Regions from separate parts of the Astyanax mexicanus genome. Here region 1 is linked to region 2. A link is a contact called in public Hi-C data. All regions are on one chromosome and are shown on one strand. The core of a region is the stretch at or near the end of the contact, and the rest is flanking DNA. Distances in the headings are between cores, read along the strand shown. Region 1 overlaps rap1b (RAP1B, member of RAS oncogene family). Region 2 holds the start of rap1b (RAP1B, member of RAS oncogene family).

What was found. Hi-C and Micro-C count contacts between places; a contact is called where the count stands out from the background.
Region 1: a Hi-C map of muscle shows a contact between it and region 2, with 9 times the contacts expected there. The contact joins the enhancer-like site here to the promoter of rap1b in region 2. A contact is called at or near these places in 3 of 3 Hi-C or Micro-C datasets (blood and muscle).

Annotation. Positions count from the first base shown.
Region 1 is chr2:11,902,407-11,906,883 of AstMex3_surface, reverse strand. It overlaps rap1b (RAP1B, member of RAS oncogene family), which reads right to left. Exons shown (of 8, transcript XM_007232291.4): 6 at 2,894-3,037. Among protein-coding and RNA genes, the nearest start is that of mcat, 8.2 kb to the left of the region's middle. Within about 2 kb of position 1,768, the one cell type or tissue checked has an H3K27ac peak away from gene starts, as active enhancers do.
Region 2 is chr2:11,828,081-11,832,712 of AstMex3_surface, reverse strand. rap1b (RAP1B, member of RAS oncogene family) reads right to left here and starts at 3,340. Exons shown (of 8, transcript XM_007232291.4): 1 at 3,191-3,340.

The DNA.
Region 1 (4,477 bases), core at 519-3,018, 76 kb before region 2:
GCACGACTCATTCCTGCAGATGACAGCGAGATGAGCCTTGAGGCAAATCATGCAGCCAGTGGTGTGTCTGCTTCAAATCACATTTGTTCCAGTCCCTGTTGAGCTAACTGGGCTACACGACAACTTCTCTGAATTCATTTGGAAAAGCTGCTCATGTTCTCTTCGCTAAAAAATTTAGAAGGCTACATATTCCCTGTAAAACAATTAACATAATCAGATTTGTTTGGTTTTAGCACACTTTACTGATGAGCCTCTGCAATTAGCAGGATTCTATGACCAGAGGATTTGGCCTGGATCAGAGATTAGGTGCTTAATATCAGCTGTATTAGTATAACCAACAAGGCAGGAAGCAAATATAAAAAAAAAAAGACTACAGTGGCCTAAAGTGTTAGAGTAGCTACCTTGGGGGCAAGTCACTGGTTTGATCACTAGGACCAGAATCTGTGGCTGGATTAATTTTTCCTCCATCATTTTTTTCTTCACTATAGATACTTATTTGTATGATCTCCAGCATTGATCTGTGGAGTAGGAGAACTGTGTTCTCTGGAATGATGGTGCTCCAATAATTTAATTTTCCTGGACAGTACAGACATCTACACCATGAAAAATAGAATAAACTAGTTTTTAATGCCCTTAGAATCACTGAGTGAGCAGGTGTCCCAAAAACATTACCATATAGTGCAGTGACACACACAGCTCTGAAAAATATAAGAGACCACTTCAGTTTCTGAATCAGTTTTTCTGATATTGCTATTTATATGTTTATGTTTGAGTAACATTATTGTTTTATTGTATAAACTACAGACAACATTTCTCCCAAACTCCAAATAAAAATACTGTCATATAGAGCATTTATTTGCAGAAAATGAGAAATAGCTCCAATAACAAAAAGATGCAGAGCTTTTAGAACTAAAATAAATGCAAAGAAAACAAGTTCATATTCCAGCAGTTCAGCATGGTTTGATGGCTGGTGATCATCTATATTTCTCTTTATTATATTCCATTTTTTAAAAATCTGGTTAACTCAAAGAAACTCATCATTTTCAAGTGGTCTCTTTTTTTTCTTCCAGAGCTTTATTTTAATTTAGATGTTAAATGAAATTACTTCAAATAATAAGAACAGACCACCAGGGGGCAGCACTTAAAACAGTTTTTAACTGACTGTAGGTAGTGGTGTCCAATTCTGATCATCAGAATTGTTTAAACGTCTTTGATTCGACTGCACAGTTAGTTATAGTAACAGAACTGGGCACAATTTTTCAGGAGCTAATTTTGAGCCAATAAGAACAGTAAGAATGAATGATCCCTTTCCCTCATTTTAATTAAAGGCAGCCCTGGCACCATGTCAAGAGTCTTACTGACAGTGATGCTGTCCTAAGACAATGAGGCTCTCAGGGAAGATCTCATCCTAAGCTAAAATCCCCTCTGAACTGACAGAGCTGTATTGAATGGGTGTGTGTAGATGTCGATTAGAGAAAGTGAGAGGCAGGATTTAATGATGATGCAGGGCTCCTCCTGCTTTGACAGGAATAAATCAGCTCCACCGCAGAGATGCAAGACTTCACTCAAAAGATGATGACCTGAGATCATTTCCTCGTGCTCTGTAATAAGACACTATGAAGTATGTGGCTGACTCCAGGCCAGCGCTGGAATGTGATAGCATCTAGCATTAGAGATGAAGGCTGCCAACGCAGTCTGACTGCTCAGACTGAAGCAGGGCTTCTTGCTGACTGAACACAAGACAGCACTGTGCCTCAGAGTCAGCAGCGGCCCAGCCAAGGCCCCCTCAACACACAGAGCTTCCACTGTGTCCGTGCTGCAGCTGACTGCCTGACGTGGGACTGTGTGACTAAGGCCACATCGAGCGATGGCACTGGCTGACAATGAGCACGTTTTCTGCTCTCAGCACCCTCAGCAGAAGACTGGAGCTGTGCAGAGATGCTAGTGTTAAACATGCTGTCTGGTAAAAGTTAGGATGAGCGACGTGGAATGTGGTGCATCATGGACAAAAGATTTTGGACACCTACAGGCATCCACTGGCATTAATATGGAATTAATCCCCTTATGCTGCTCTAACAACAACACATGTTTTTTTTTTCAACTCTGCAGTTATTAAAGGAGAACTCTGGTGTAAAATTGACTTTTGGTGTAGTAAAACATGATAAAGAGTACTAACTGCCTCCGTTCTCCCGCAGCTTTCCGAGATCCTGTAATTGTTTTACACTTTATTTAAACATGCTTTAGAATGAATGATATGGGGCATAGCATAACCTAGTCTCCGGGTGTTGCCATCTTTAAGTAAAGGTAAAAGTTAAAATTAGATAAGGCTACGGGTTGTAAACAGTGTTTTTAATAAGCTTCTTGTGCATTTTAAAATGTTTTTGTGCCTCGTTTTAAACGTCAGGGCTTTCCAGATTTTACAATTGAAGACTGAAGCTACTTTGAGCCTGAATAACGGTGTAAAAATCTATTTATCTGCAGGGGCTAAATATGCCCCATATATCCATTCTAAAGCATATTTGGACAAACTGTAAAAAATACTGGATCTCAGAAAGCTGCAGGAGAAGTGCTCCTTCATGTTTTACCACACCAAAAGTCAATTTTACAGTTCTTCTTGTCAGAGTACTGACAACTTTTTCTGCACAGTGACCCTCAGCATTTCAAGACTCCATCCACACTGTCACTTTCCACAGGCAAGTAGATGTGGTAATTGACTAGACTACAAGCCTAGGTGCTGGATATTATACACTTCTGGCAACGGTATTTAGATATTTTAGCATATTTTAATTATAATCTTCTTCTTTTTCACAGCAGCAGAGTACAGAGGTGTAGTATGTATTTATTAGTATGCATAGAGACATATAATGATTTCAAAAAAACGCATAAGACTCACCTCATTTACATTAATCTTGGACTTTGCGGAGGACTCCAGGAAGGCGCAGCTGTTCCACTGACGGGCAAGGTTCTGTCCCTGCTCCTTTCCCACCACTCTTTCATCCTCCAGATCACACTTATTCCCCACCAGGATCATTGGCACCTGCACAGCAGTGAGGAACACAGGGTGGTTTACCCCTTGGACCTCTGAGTGTATTGTTTAATTTGAAGAAACATCTAGTCTTAAACATCTGTAGCATATAGGCAACCAGGATTGACAGTACTATATATCTGCACCTTTTCCTTTACTGATAATTATTGTCATCCCCTTCACAGTTTTACATTTATTGTAGTGCAAATGTAATATTGCCAAATCATCTGCAATGTTATTTTACACCAATATGTAATTTGTAAATTTAATGTGTACATTTTCTTTAGAATTAAGTATATAAATTTGTTTAAATAAACAAACAAAAGAGAAAATGAATAAAGCTTTAAATAAATACTGCTGACAGCTATAAATGCTTGAGTGATTAACATTTGTTTTTCAAGATTTCATCCAATATTTGATGAGACATGTTTTGTGGCCTGAAGCACTGGTGTTCTTTACACTGTGTACAGATTGTGTACCTGACCATTTTCAATCCAGCATAAATGATTTCCACACATTTATCATTAATATGGTATACCACTTTCATTTTGGAAGCAATTTTAAATCAACTAAAATCACTTACAGAGGCAAAATCTACACATTTGAAAGATGATGAGGACAAATTCATTTAAAAAAATATGGTTCATGCGTGTATGAACAAGCCCCCACAGCATTCCCTGTACTGGTAATATATTAAGGAACAGATGAATTCTGTATCGCTATGGAAATTAAAGTGGACAAATCTTTTGACAAAACATTTAAATATAAATTTCTTACATTTCTTTCCTATATTGTAAACACTACTGCATAATCCACAACCATTTAAAACTGGGCAGTTATTCTGTTTCACAGTTATTCCTTCTGTGTGTGTCTCTCTATCACGGTAAAGAAAAATTAATATGTGTAGCTGAGCAGCTGAGCAGCTAAAATCACTACGCAGGAAGGAATTGCTGTCTAGACAAGCTGACTTTTTCTCTTATCCCAAACAGAGAATTTACGTAACTTAATTGTATTTATTCATTGAATTGTATTCATTATTACAATACATTTCCAATCTTTATGCAACTCCATGTTCTCAGGGATATATCTCTACTGAGGTGCTAATTCTTTGAGTATGAAAAAAAGGCAGTGACTGACAGTGATGAAGACTGAGAGCATGTGGGTGAAAGTGTGTCAAGCTGAAGAGAAAGTCAAAGATCTTATCAGTGGGCTGATGCGACAGAGAGAGTGGGTGGGACTGCGGTGGATTGCAAGGTCAGAAAGTTTAGTTGAACTCATTAAGAATGCATTTATAAATAGATTTGTAATTCCTGAGTTGACTGCTTGTTAAAAAAAAGGTAGAATTTTTTCCCTGCTATGTTTTTTTATTAATAAACTGCTGAGTGCTCTAAAACACATCGCAAGGTTATTTTGATACGGATTGTCTGGTAGAAAGAAATTAAAGCTTTATTG
Region 2 (4,632 bases), core at 2,091-4,590:
TCAGTCAAACAACTGTCCTAAATCCTTCCCTAAAACTAAGATTAATGCTAACAACTAACACACTGGGCCAAACCCAAGCCTTTAAAGGCAACACAAACTGTGGACCATCCCTCTCTGAAAGGAAGTTGCACGCTCTTCATTTTGTTTTTCCAAAGGAGCCTCTAAACCGGCATTCCTCAGTGCCCAAGAGGACACACTATCACGGGGATTTCCTTCCTTTCACTCCAAGAGGGACACAACTGGGGTCAGACCACGGCAGGGTGAGGTTGAACTGACCCAATGCTAACTGCTATCAGCATGCATGAAGTGGTGTTTCAAACATAAGAGTACAAATCAGCAGAACAAATGTTGCAGAGGTTCATAATCTGCAGCTGCAGACATCAATGTGGGCTTATCCATTTTTGATATGAGGCAAAAAAAAGGGTCTGTGAAACTTTATCTAACCACTGTCTCAGGAAATGTCTGTGCCGTGAATGAAATAATCAGCCCTGAACACTGACATATCATTACACACACTTCCTTAATTAACCCAGTAGTATGAATAAAGTCCTATTAGAAATAGAAAGTGATACCAATTCTCTTTATGATCAGAATTTAGCAATATGCATTAGAGAATAGTATGCAGGCACACAATCTGAGTAAATACCACAATATGCATAGATAATTTACAACTAAAGCAGAATGACTGAGTTCAATCTCTCTGTTTGACCCTCTTTGGATTAATGTTGTCAGGACTACTCATATACATTTAATTTCCATCCTATATGAGGTTTAAACATCTGTCTAGCTGTAAATAAAATGTACAATAAAACATAAAACAACAGAGTCACTGTAGGACTAAGACTGTCACACTGTTTACTTTGGTATTTGTTTATATAGGCCTAAATACCTTGCCATAAAAGGCCATCTGATTGTTCACTCCGAGGTCTAACCACAATTTAAAGATGAGATACCGAAAAAAAGCAATGGTTCTGTCCAAACACAGTAAACACCAACATTTCATAAAAACATCTCCCTTGTAAAATGTTTACAACTGAAGCACTTGCCATATGACAGGGACCAGAAAGCAGCAGTGCAGTGATAAAAGATTATGCTATTAAAAATAAATGAAGAGGCAACAGGATCCTCCTTACCACCTACAACGACTGCACTACCTCAGAAACAGTTCAATATGCTCCTGTCACACTGCTGAGGGGAGAGAAGCCATCTAGAACTTGCAATAACCACCAAAAGACTGCTGAGGAGAGGAGAAAGAGGGTGTAGCTAGCTAGAGTGGAAAAAGTGCCCTCTAGATACATGTTCTTCTTATTACTAATATTAGGCATAGTTAGCTAGAACACAAAAGTTGTCTCACGGCAAGGTAGGTTACATTATGGATAAAGATACTTCAGAATGGCTCTGCAACATGATGGTCAGACCTACTCATGTGGTCCTCCACTACTAAAGTAAGCTAGCTAACTATACCTATGCATCAAAACACACATAATGTTTCTCATATAATTTAGCTAGTAATGGTGTATACTGTGTACCAGTAGGCCACTTCCAGTGTCCAATTACTGATAACTGTGCTGCTGCTGTTCCTGGGTCATTCATTTCATCTCTATAGCCAGATAGCAAAAGTATGTTGAATCATGGTTCATTTTTACATCTCGAATGCACTGAAACAATGATGATCTACGTCAGAATTGATACACTGATTGGTACACAATGATTTTACATTACATTAATTCAACGTTATGCGTTTTTTTTACATATTTGCTGGTTGTATTACACTTTACTTACACTGCATATGTAAATCTAGCTTGTATTCTACTTCTGTAGCTTGTACTGTGTTCTTATAGTCGCTGCATTTTCCTCCGAATGCGCTGGCTACTCGGCAATGCTACATTAGAAGCATTTTAAAAAGAGGCGGGGGCTGACTTTACACGTGTCGGAGGAGGCATGTGCTTGTCTTTACCCTCCTGGTGTTGGGGTCTCACTAGTGACGGGGGAGTTTTAATAATGAGTGGGTTGAGTAATTGGCCGTGTAAATTGGGGAGAAAATGGGGGGGGGGGAGAAAGGGACATTGACATGATAATAGTAATAATAGTTTTAATAGTTTAATACTTTTGCCTAAAAGCATTGTGAGTGTAGATTCAGAGCCCCAGCCATTTAAAGGCTTTAAATTAACGTTGATTCAACGTCAGAATTTCGACACTCGCCTATACTTACGGGATAATGTTAAATAAAGGTTTTTTCCATCATTAATATTAAAATACGCAAGCTAGAAATGCAACCAAAAAGTAATAACCTAGCTAGCTAATGTTTAATGAACGTTCTTTGCTATCAGGGTAGTTTATTCTTCAGCTCGGCTCTAAACTAGGCGGGGTCGCTGCTCAGACATATGAAGAGCCAGCAGCAGCAGCAGCAGCAGACTCAATGCACTCGAGCCATTTAATAAACCGGTTTAGCGTGCAGGCTAACGCTACAAAACACCAGACAGAGAGACACACTCAAACGTTAGCAGCATCCAAAAAGACGTTTCATTTAGGTTAACTAACTACATTTCGTCGTGTTAGCGAGCCGAAACGCCCAGTTCCCCTACAGCTAAGCTAACATAGCCAGTTAGCTAACTAGCTATCACTCATTCGTGCAACTTTTCCATTTCCGCTATAACTTCCACAGACAGAGCGGTGAATACAGACAGCAGAGAAACGCCATTCCTCACACAGCTGTGTGTTTCTGCGCAGGCTAGACAGCGTTAGATAGATAACTAACCAACCTGGGTTAACGTTTTCACATCAACACAAACCCTAAGCTAACTTCACTGACAAACTAAACCGCCCGCGGTTCGGGCTTTAACAAGAAAACGGCGTCCCAATCATCGGTGATAGTTGAATTGTTTTACTCCGGCTCCGCCATATTCGAGCCGTTTGACCTGCTCCCTCTCTTCCTCTCTCTCTTCCGCAAGCCGTGTGTGTGATGCCGTGCGTCCGTGTATAATCTACCCGGTCTCGGTGCTCTCTCGCACGGCTCCGCGGAAACACACCGGCCGTTAAAAAGCCTCCACACTGGTTCCAGCAGCTCTCAGTTGACCGAATCACCGTTAACTAGCTTAGCTAACCCACGCTATGCTAACTAGTTAAATCGTTCATCAAAACCCGGGGAACAACAGCGAAATCTAGCAAGAGAAGATAAATATATACTCACAGATCCGCTCCGGAGCTCCAACCCGATGTACGCCTCTCTCTTTCCCTTTCTCTCCCTTTCTCCCTCTCTCTATCGCTCTATCTCTCTCTACAGCTTGCTAGCTCCCTCTCTCTCTCTCTCTCTCTCTCTCTCTGTATGGGTGAGGTTTGGAGTTGTCGCGTGACGTCGCAGCCTCGGTTTCAGCATCACGGCTCGAGCTCTGCCCACCGTTCAACAAACACGAAGCGGGAAATGTGCTCCACATCCTCACAGCTCATACAGCATTTAGACATCTGCTGTTCTGGTAAACCATACCTGTCAAGGTTTGGATTTTAAAAATAAGGGAAATGTTCCGCCGCCCGCTTCGAGCCGTCCCACCAGCCCAACCGAGGTTCACTATCACTTACATTTTAAGACAGGTTACAAGTAATCTAAAATAACCACCTGTGAACCACGTACAAACTACCATTAAATTATCAGAATCTGATAAGCCTTCCTTTGTTGACACTGAAATGCTGTGGACAGTCCTACATATGTAATTCATATAATACAGCCTAAATGAAAACGCAAAAGGGAATTGAAGGCCATTTATTTATTTTACTTTTTTAAAATTTATATGCACATTCCTTATCTTATAGTGAAAAAAATATTTTCATTACACCTTTTTTTTAGTTTCTCATGTTCACTTATTTGGTTCTTATTTGTTCCAGACTTTGCATCCTTTAACACTTTCTTAACAGGAATGCCCCTGTACATATTGGTTCTGTACATATTGAGTAAATATATAGAACATATAGAGTAGAGATACATAATTAAGATAAATCATTAGTTTTACACTGCCTGGCCAAAAAAAAAAAAAAAGTGAACACCTGAATTTAACTAAGCAAATGATCTGGGGTTGCTGCAGTTGGTCAGGTCTAGATTCAGCAACAGTATGTGCTGAAAGAATTAGGTCAGCTGACTACCTGAATATATTGAATATAGACCAGGTTATTCCATCAATGGATTTTTTCTTCCCTGATGGCACGAGCATATTCCAAGATGGCAATGCCAGAATATATCAAGCTGGAATTGTGAAAGAGTGGTTCAGGGAGCATGAGATCATTTTCACACATGGATTGTTTACCACAGAGTCCAGACCTTAACCCCATTGAGAATCTTTGGGATGCTCTGGAAAAGGCTTTTGTGCAGCGGCCATACTCTACCATTCTGGCATAACAGTGTATAGCGTAACCTAATCGAATTGTAGATATTTGAGTATACTCAACTTTCACACATTTCAGTGTGCTACATACTCAAAAACTAGTTGCACCTTTGACTGTGGTTACAATGGACACTGTTATCCCACAATGCAGTGTAAAATAGAATATGGAGGAGTTGCTCATGTCTGGAACAAGAAATGAGACAAATAGTAGATAAAGAAGCTAGTGCAGCTAGACCAATGCTGGAGCACCTTTAGTGAC